3 separate regions of the Gossypium hirsutum genome follow, and all the other regions are linked to region 1. Evidence: chromatin contacts called from public Hi-C data. All regions are on one chromosome and are shown on one strand. The core of a region is the stretch at or near the end of the contact, and the rest is flanking DNA. Distances in the headings are between cores, read along the strand shown. Region 1 holds the start of LOC107962338 (probable sarcosine oxidase). Region 2 holds the start of LOC107962333 (putative peptidyl-tRNA hydrolase PTRHD1). Region 3 holds the start of LOC107962335.

Evidence for each region. Hi-C and Micro-C count contacts between places; a contact is called where the count stands out from the background.
Region 2: a contact with region 1 is called in a Hi-C map of leaf, with 4 times the contacts expected there. The contact joins the promoter of LOC107962333 here to the promoter of LOC107962338 in region 1. A contact is called at or near these places in 4 of 34 Hi-C or Micro-C datasets (callus, hypocotyl and leaf).
Region 3: a Hi-C map of leaf shows a contact between it and region 1, with 2.4 times the contacts expected there. The contact joins the promoter of LOC107962335 here to the promoter of LOC107962338 in region 1. A contact is called at or near these places in 3 of 34 Hi-C or Micro-C datasets (callus and leaf).

The regions. Positions count from the first base shown.
Region 1 is chrA06:45,749,607-45,752,985 of Gossypium_hirsutum_v2.1, forward strand. LOC107962338 (probable sarcosine oxidase) reads left to right here and starts at 1,514. Exons shown (of 1, transcript XM_016898681.2): 1 at 1,514-3,197. The coding sequence starts at 1,815. The coding sequence ends at 3,047. LOC107962339 (a long non-coding RNA gene) reads right to left here. Exons shown (of 2, transcript XR_005928685.1): 2 at 3,199-3,379.
Region 2 is chrA06:46,391,611-46,394,989 of Gossypium_hirsutum_v2.1, forward strand. LOC107962333 (putative peptidyl-tRNA hydrolase PTRHD1) reads left to right here and starts at 1,900. Exons shown (of 2, transcript XM_016898676.2): 1 at 1,900-2,328; 2 at 2,804-3,202. The coding sequence starts at 1,996. The coding sequence ends at 2,986.
Region 3 is chrA06:46,270,133-46,273,511 of Gossypium_hirsutum_v2.1, forward strand. LOC107962335 reads left to right here and starts at 1,490. Exons shown (of 2, transcript XM_016898679.2): 1 at 1,490-2,031; 2 at 2,119-2,662. The coding sequence starts at 1,745. The coding sequence ends at 2,530.

The DNA of each region.
Region 1 (3,379 bases), core at 264-2,763:
TTCGACTAAGAGTTAAAGTTTGCGAGTACTCCCTTGGGCGAAGTCTCTAAAGAGAATAGGTTGACGTGGTTCTATTCGCCCAAACAATGCTTTTGGCAGAAAAAGGTAAAGTAAATAGTTAGCTTAGGAGTAATAAGGGATCTCTAAGAAAAGAACTTAGTGAGTTGTCAAGGAATTTTAAGTATTAGAGATACAGTCGAAATGCATTGCATGCTAAGTTTGTCTAGTATGATCGTGGTTACGTCTTAACAAGTAGTTAGGAACAAACCATGAAATGAAATCATGGATGTTTATATAAATATATAAATGGATTTTCATACATGTTTCCTTACAGCCGTGAACCACCCATACGAAAACTTGATTAGGATTGTAACACGTGTCCAGTTATCATACAAAAAAGGGTTGTATAAAGGATTGTTAGTGGGTCAAATGTTTAGTCATTGATGAGTCAGCCATGCCACATTCAATTTGTCGTTATGATAGATTGATGCTACAATGCCAGTCTGTATATTGCAGAACCTACTGAATAAACAAAATCATTTCAATTGTGATTGCATTAGGTAAACCAAGACCCTCCATTTTTGGAACCTGCTTAAAACAAACACCATGTTATTAATTTCTCAGCATACATGCATAAATACACTGAGCTTATAATCAAATAATAATACTATAGTGGGCCATCATAGAAAGCAAAAGATCAATTAACCATAAAAAGAAAAAAAGAAAAAAAAGAAAGGGATAAATGGATGGTGACAAAAATGAAGGGTGTTGCACAAATAAAGCTACCTAATATGACAAAGGGATTGGCTTTCCACAAGATTCTCATTATCAACTCTTTTTTTAAATGATAAAGTCCCTTTTTTTTTTCAATAAAGTCCTATTTCATCATTAAGAAGACTTCATTTCAACCTTAATTGTGGTGGCCATCAATGTGCAGCAAAAGAATAATGTTTTTCCTTGCACTTGATTTTGATGCCATTGCATTAATTATGCTCATTGTTGTTGTATTTCTGTTATATTTAGTGCATTGACTTAACTCAAAATTGAATTATGTGATTTGTTTTTTCTTTTTTAAATGATTACGTGGTTAAATAAGCAAATACGGTGTTGTAAGATTATTCAGACTTTTTTTCATTACTTTCGTCATATTAATTTTAAAATGTCACATAATTTTCTATGTCATAATTAATTTTAAACAAAAACAATTTTACAAATTTGAGAAAATATAAAGAAAATTTAATTTCAAAACATTGGGTTTTGTTAAGAAAACACGAGATCTTTTTTTATTAATAACAATAATCATGGGTAAAAAATAATCATAAAATTCAAAAGTTTGAATCTTTTTTATTGTGCAAATCAAACTTAATTCAAGTTTAACTCGAACAAAAATGCTTACAACAACTTTAATATAAATATTTTAAGGATTCTATTAATTAAACTATAATTATTAAATGAACGGAATTGAGGAATTTTATAGAATTAAAAAGAAAGGACTGAATCTAAAATGTGAAAAAATACATGAACTGGAAGCATAATTAGAACATGAAACGTTCCAAATATATTGCTTACCAACTTTCGTATGTATTACGGAATTTAGATTAATCTTTAGTCAAATCAGGAAGAAACAAACAACATATGGCAATAATGAAATTACCTCCCAAATGTGGGCCTTTTTTTACATTAAAATATCATTTTAGATGCCTACTGCTATTGGCTAGTACTACTATATATGCCACACACTGCGAAATAATAACTAAGCCAAGTTGAAAGGAATAGCTAAACCCCCTTTCTGTCACTGTAACAGTGCGACGAATATGGGATATTCGGACTTTGAATTTGACGTAATCGTCGTAGGGGCGGGCGTCATGGGGAGCTCCACGGCGTACCAACTAGCCAAAAGAGGCCAAAAAACGCTACTCCTCGAGCAGTTTGACTTTCTCCACCATCGAGGTTCGTCTCACGGCGAGTCACGCACCATACGAGCAACGTACCCTGAAGACTACTACTTCGGCTTGGTCGATGAGTCCTATCGGTTGTGGGAGCAGGCTCAATCTGAAATCGGGTTCAAGGTTTACTTCAAGGCCCAACAGTTCGACATGGGTCCATCCGACACCAAGAGTCTCCTTTCTGTGATCGCTACTTGTCGAAAGAACGCCATCCGGTACCAAGTCCTCGATCACCGGGAAGTCGCTGAAAGATTTTCGGGACGGATCAATATACCGGAGGACTGGATTGGTGTGTCGTGCGAGCTTGGCGGCATCATCAAGCCCACCAAGGCAGTGTCAATGTTCCAAATGCTGGCTTTCAAGAATGGTGCATGCCTTAAGGACAACATCAAAGTGGTTAGCATAAACAAAGATGGTGACCGAGGACTGAAGGTAGCTGCAAGTAACGGTGAAATTTTTTGGGGCAAAAAATGTGTGGTGACAGTGGGTGGTTGGATGAGAAATTTGGTTAAAACGGTGTGCGGCATTGAACTTCCTATCCAACCATTGGAAACCAATGTATGTTATTGGCGGATTAAGGACGGACACGAGGTCGAGTATACAATTGGAAATGATTTTCCGACGTTCGCTAGCTACGGACATCCATACATTTATGGAACACCGTCACTGGAGTACCCGGGATTGATTAAAGTAGCAGTACATGGAGGCTATCAATGTAACCCAGACAAAAGGCCATGGGGACCAGGACTTGTGCCCGACTCATTAAAGCAATGGGTTGAGCAAAGATTCAAAGGGAAAGTCGATTCGAGCAAACCAGTCATAACTCAATTGTGTGTGTACTCGATGACACCTGATGAGGATTTCGTGATCGATTTTTTGGGAGGGGAGTTCGGGAAGGATGTGGTGATCGGAGGTGGGTTTTCAGGTCATGGGTTCAAGATGTCACCCGCGATAGGGAGGATATTGGCTGATTTAGCGCTTATAGGAAAGGCAAAGGGAGTTGAGCTAAAACAGTTCAGGATAGCAAGATTTGAGGAGAATCCTAGAGGGAACATTAAGGAATATGAAGATCAAGTTGGGTTATTAAAAAGTACATTGTGATTACTTGATTCTGTATGTGTTTTTCTTTCAGTTGCCATCAGCATCACCCTACTAATCTTTGCTTCTTTTTCTTTAGCTCTAGAATGAATAATCATCAAGAAAAATAAATAAAACTTCTATCATGTTGATAGAAAAATTTGCTCTTGAAAAGTGATTTAAGTATAGACACTAATTATTTAGATTAGAAGAATTTTTATTGCATTAATTTAAATTTAAAAGTTTTGGGCTTTAACCCATTGGTATGTATATATAAAAAGCCCTTTGACTTTCACAAATTATGCATTTCGGTCCCTCACATAGTCACCATCTCATCAACCGATTACTGCCACCAC
Region 2 (3,379 bases), core at 650-3,149, 640 kb after region 1:
GCATCACACATAATTTGTAACAAGTATCAAGTCACATACTTACCTTATTTCAATAGATAACAAGCTACTTGGCCATTTAGCACGTTTTACACATTTGATCACAACTTATGTTTGCCCGTTGAACCATTCGGAATTGGATAGGAAACTCAGATTATCACACATATATTGTACAATGCCAACGTCCCAGACGTGGTCTTACATGTTATTAGATATCGATGCCACTATCCTAAACAGGGTCTTACTCGCACACATATATCGGAATCACATATCGATGCCATGGTCTTACTCGCACATCACCTATCGGAATCCTATGTCATGACATATGTATCCTAGTTATTCCTAAGGTTCACACGGGGCTTTCAGATGTCATAACTCGGTCGAAACGAATTCAAAAATATAGTAACCAAGCTTGTATACAATTGGCTATTGTAGATATAATTTCACATATTTCATTTCAGCATATATAATTTGCTTTTAATTAAAATTAAGTATGTCTATTTCCTTATAAACCTACCTCGGACGATGTAAAACAGAATGGGATGACTAGTCGACAACTTTTGTTTTTCCCCGATCCAAATCTGATTTCTTTGGTTCTTGATCTTGATTGAGCTTAAGAGATGACCAAACCCTAGCTTCTATTATTTCTTTTCTTTTTGTTAAGTTTCGGCAAGAAGAAGAAGTATGAAAAGCTTATTTTAATTATCATATAATATAACATATATACTAACATATTATTATTTCATATTTTACCATTTTAACCTTTTATAATTAATAGCTAAAACATATATAATAAGGGTACAACCGGCCATCACTAAGTCCGATGGTCTATTTGCAAATTAAATGCTTCAATTTTCAAATCCAATAACAATTCGGTCCTTATACAATAAACTATCAAGTTTTCAATTTACTCGATTAAGTCCTTTTATTTAATTGGGCACTCAAACAACAAAATTAAATCACAAAAATTTCACAGATATAAATTCACACATAATAAACACAGAAAATAATTTTAAAATATTTTTCTGACTCGGATTCGTGGTCCTGAAACCACCGTTCTGACTAGGGTCTAAATTAGGCTGTTACACTTGCCATCTCACCTAACTCCCGTGGTTGGTCCATCAGTTATTTTACTGCTAGTATATCACATTTAGTTTTGATATCTTTCCCCGATGTCGTATTTAACTAATCAATAATTTACATTTAACTGACACTCGTACTCAGAATTTTTTTTTACTTAGCTACTTTGTTACGAGTTATGGCATAAAAAATTTTGAGGTGTTACAATAATATTATTGACTGAGTTGGTGTCACAAGTCAACTTGACGCTAACTCAGGATTGATGATAACAACATAACAACACCATGATAAATAATTGTAATATGCTTGAGTATTTAAATTTTAATTTACTCACAATTTAATCTCTTTTTTTCATTTTAGTATTGTATGCATTTCATGTGTTATTATTAGTTAATTTTAAACCATACGTTTAATTATTTATTGTATGTTATTTTTAAACACACTTCTATGTTCTAAATATGTAATTTCCACATATATATGCGTGTTATAGAATTTTCTAGTATTCATAATATTGTTGATTGAGTTTTAAGTTGATATCATAGGTCAACTCGACGCTAATGATAAATAACCATAGTACATTTAGTACTATTAATATGATGCATTCACATGTTTAAATTTTATTTTACTCACAAATTAATCTATTTTTTATTTTAATACCATACATATTTGATGTATTATTATATTTAGTTTCAATTTTTTTTTTGGTGAATAGAATGATTATTTCATGTTGTGAATTAAAGTTGCGAGAAATTGAAATCCAAGCGGTAATATGTGAATTAGGTAAGATTTTAATTGGAGAGTGAAATCATTACATTTTACAAAGAGGCAGTCCAATCCATAAATCCGGCCCAATACCTTTATAATTCTCAATACGAAATTCCACAACCAAGTTACGCAACGCAGCGTTTTTAGGTGTCGATGGCCGCATTAGCTCAACCTGCGACATTCCTTGGTTGCTTCCGCCCTTCCCCGAGAAGCTTTTCTAATATTAGGGTTCATCCCTCTCGGAACCTTTCGACCTCAATGAGTCTACAAAGCTCCGAACCTGTCGCCACCAAAACCGATCCTCCGACCGACGACGATGTGCTGCTGCAGTACGTGGTGCTTCGGAGAGACTTAATAGACAAGTGGCCTTTGGGGAGCGTGGTGACGCAGGGATGCCATGCTTCGGTCAGTGCCATTTGGTCTCACAAGGAAGACCCCCACACCCTCCAGTATTGCAGCCCTGATAACATTGACTCTATGCACAAGGTAACCAATGTTCTTGTGTTTATTCTTCTTCTTCTTTTTCCCACCATGAATGATTTCTTTTACATTCAACAGAGCATAGTGTACTGCTTTGAAAAACCCTGTTTATGATTTTTGGTCAATTGGAGGCAATCCTCATTGTGGCACATTGTTTTCTCTTCTCATATTGGGTTTGTTGTAGACCTTCGATTTACTTGGAGTTTTATCCACCCAAACGTAATGAGAATTGATCATTTTTAAGTTACAAATAATCCCATAGCAGAACTGAGAAAAAAGGAGAGGCATTTATCCCATAAAACTATCCAACAACGGTGTTTAATGCAAGACAAACATTTTGGATATCTATCCAATTCTGTTCTTACACTGTCGTAAATATAGCATAACAATGAAAACCATGAGGTGTTAATTGTAGGGTGATTTGCTGCTGTATCTAGAGTTGTGGATGATGAGCTAAGTGGTGAGGTTTTGGAACATGTAGGTAACACTTGAGGTGAAGGGAGAAACCCAGATATTGAACTTGTCAGAAAAGCTGTTGGCGGCGGGTATTGCTCATAAACTGTGGATTGAACATCCAGAAAACTTCCCAACTTGCCTGGCTACAAAACCCTACCCCAAGTCCATGGTATCGCCGTTTTTCAAGAAATTGAAACTTTGCAAGTGATTGTTTGATGGTGGGTTCTAAATCATAATAATTTAGCTTGATTCTGTTGAAACCCTCTTTTGTTCTAAACTTATGATTCTTTTGACATATGTTCCCTGTACGAGTTTAAATTTTTATACAGTATTGAAGCAGGTAGAGCTATTTGCCTAGGACTCTCTCTGAACTCAAGAAGATTGGCTTGTTTTTAATAAATAAAAGATGAAATGCACACTCTAATTTGTGTAGTTTTAGTTCCGATTTGGATAGTCCTACTTGAATTTAATTCAGATTATAAATCACAAAACAGCATACAAGCGCAAGCAAGGATAAGGATAGCTAGGCCGTAAATGAACGAATAATTTGTTTATTTTTAAGTTATGTGTTTGTTAATAATTACTACTTGATTCATGTTTG
Region 3 (3,379 bases), core at 240-2,739, 520 kb after region 1:
GAGATAATATGATTTTGATAATTAATTTTTTTAAGGGTAATCTACTGAAATAGTTACATTTGTTTACATCAGATTACATTTTAGTTATTTATGTTTGAAATGTTACGTTTTAGTCACTTATGTTACTATTTTGTTACGAGGTGATCACTCTATCGTTAAATTCCGTTATCTCTCTAATGGTAATCCTACGTGGCAGTCCAACTAGATTTTAGATGCCAACTTGAATTTCTAAAAGGGATGAAAATAGATTTTTAATTAAAAAATTTAGTTAATTAAAATTTTTAAACCTAAACCTTAACTAAAAAATCTGTTTATCTCCTCTTTTTATATTTTCTTCAGTCTCTTCTTTTTTTCAATGGTTTTTTTTCATTTGATTGTTAAAATTATTATTAAGATCAATTTAATTGAAATCAAATTGACTGCTTCACAAAGATGGATTCAATGGAGGGTTCAGGTATGTCTTCTTTGCATTCCTCTATCTCTTTTATTCAATACTTAAAAACAAAAAGATTAGATTTTTTATTGTTTAATGGAAACCCTAAATTAAAATTCTTGATATGAATATTAACAACTAAAAGAATTTTAGATAAAAAAGGGATACCCACAAAGGGATTGTGAACAAACAAGCCGATTTAGATCAGAAAAAATCGAATTGAGAAACTAATTATTCAAGAACATGAAGAATTGGAAAATATAATGATTAGGAACAAAAATGATTACCATATTCTTATTTATCGACAACCACTTCATTTTAAGTTTTAGAACATAAATTTGTCGGTGAAGAAGACATACCTGGACCCTCCATTGAATCCTCTTTTGTTTTCGTATGTGACTAAAAAAATTTGATGATGATAGCTTTTTTAGTCAATTGAAAAAGAATACTAAAAAAGGGAGAGATGAACGATTATTTAACTAAGATCTAGGGTTTAAAATTTTTAATTAATTAAATTTATTTAATAAAAAATCTATTCTCATCTAATTAGAAAATCCAAGTTGGCACTTAAAATCTAGTTGGACTGCCACGTAGGATTACCGTTAGGGAGATAACGGAACTTAACGGAAGAGTGATTACTTCGTAACAAAATAATAACATAAGTGATTAAAACGTAACATTTCAAACATAAGTGACTAAAATGTAACCTGAAACAAACAAAAATAACTATTTTTATAATTTACTTTTTTTTTTAATGTGATTATAAATTCATATCATTTTAACATCTTTTGTCGCCACTTCAAATATGAGTTGTTTTAAATTAAGGTTGTATAGGATTTAAATTACTTTGATGCAAGTCAATTTTTGTTCGGACATGAAGAGTTAGAATTTATTTACCTTTTCATAACCAGATCAAAATAAATTGAATTAGGATTCGAATAGGTAAAATTAAATTTTCGAGTTTAGATAAAAATATAGAAAACTGAAATTAAATGTATAATTTGAAATTTAATTATTTTTATAAATATAAATAATGGATAGGGTTGATGATAATGAAAACTGGGGAGTATATTAAAAGTCATCTACAATCCATAGCCATTTCTTATCTGTTCTGCCCATTTTTCCTTCTCTCTCTATTTCTTTATATTTTTAAGGAGTAAATGAAATAGACATGGATTAGCTTAGCCCTATTGTTGTTGCTCTGGTCCCAAATCTTCCCTTTGTTATCCATATTTCTGTGCTTATAAATCCTTAATCTACGCCACCCCTTCATTCCTTGTTTTTATCTTTCCCTTCTTTAAACCTCTATAGATGGAAGTGCTGATGGGACCTACCTTCGCCATCGACGTTGCCGCATCGGCAGCGGCCTACACTAGAGACCGTTCTAAGGATACGATTTCGTCTCCTTGCTTGTTTATCAAGGACGATGAAGCTTGTCCCGGCTCGGATCCCAGGTCTCCGGATCTATCCTCCGATAGTTCCTCCTCGATCGGCTCCCCCGGAGACAGCGACGTTGAAGAAGAAGACGACGGTGTCGTTTCATCCGGGGAAAGTAAAGGGTTGTCTTTCGACTCCTTAGAGGACTCTCTTCCCATCAAGTTAGTATCGATTTTTTTCTTCTTTTTTTTTGTAATTTTCTCTGGTCTGATTTTCAACTGATCTTTATTTTTTTTTTTTGGTTTTAGGAGAGGATTATCGAATCACTACGTGGGAAAATCAAAATCATTCGCAAATCTATCTGACATAAACTCAGTGAAAGAGCTGCAAAAAGTGGAGAGTCCCTTCAACAAGAGGAGGAGATTACTGCTTGCAAATAAATGGTCAACGAGGTCCAGGAAATCATCTTTCTATTCATGGCAAAACCCCAATTCCATGCCTCTTCTTGCTTTGGTTGAAGACGATGAAGATACAGACAACAACAGCTACAATAAACAAACACCATCATCATCGCCGCCTTCATCGTCCTCCTCCTCGTCGGAGTATGATAAAATAACATCAACGAAACCTAAGTTGCAGCAAAGCAATCTGAGGGCTAGTTTCAAGTCTCAAAGTTGTCTTTCTCTTACGGATCTCCACGTACAAGTAGATCATCAATAACCCAGTTTTTGTTTTCTTTTTCACCATGAAAAATGCATTAGGATTTAGATTACTAGCAAAAAATTTTTACCATCGAAGTATATATGTAAAACTTTTAAAATTTTTTTTATATAAATAAAATATTTTCACTGATTTTATTATTGTTTTTTGGGGGATAGAGAATTAGTTTGTAGTTATATGGATGATGGTGGGATGGAGGATGATTTTTGTTTTGTCATGTTATTATGGTGATGAATGAATGGGGGGGACGGCGTTGATATTTCAGTGTTGAATAAAGGAGAGGAGGATGTAAATGGATTAATAGACCAATGTTTTTCCTTTATCATCACCATCATCTATTTTATCTAGGAATAGTATCGGTTGAATATAGTGAAGGAATTTTAATTTTCCAAACATCACTAACCTATTGTTTATTTTTTATTTTGGCTTAATACTTTTATGATATTTATGGTAAAAATAATTATATCAAACTTATTGATTTGATTGGAAACTTTTAATTAATTACTTTAAATTATTACTTTTTAAAATAAATATAAAATCAGATGAATAATGTTAATGTGTTTTCAGAGATGCGTGCCAACTACCAATGATGACGGGTTAGGTGGAAGAAAGATGCCGGAAAGCTTCTTTCTTTTTAATATTTAATTATTATTTTAATTATCTTTTTAAAAGTAATTAAAGTTTTTATTTTTATTTTAGATTTTGATATCCCATAATCATAACCCGCTTTAATAAAAGCCAGAGTCCAATGATAAAAATCTCTTAGGCTAGGATTTGTAATTTATTATTAATTACTATAAAAAAATATTAGTATGATAAAAATAATTTCTAAATAAATTAAAATCAAAT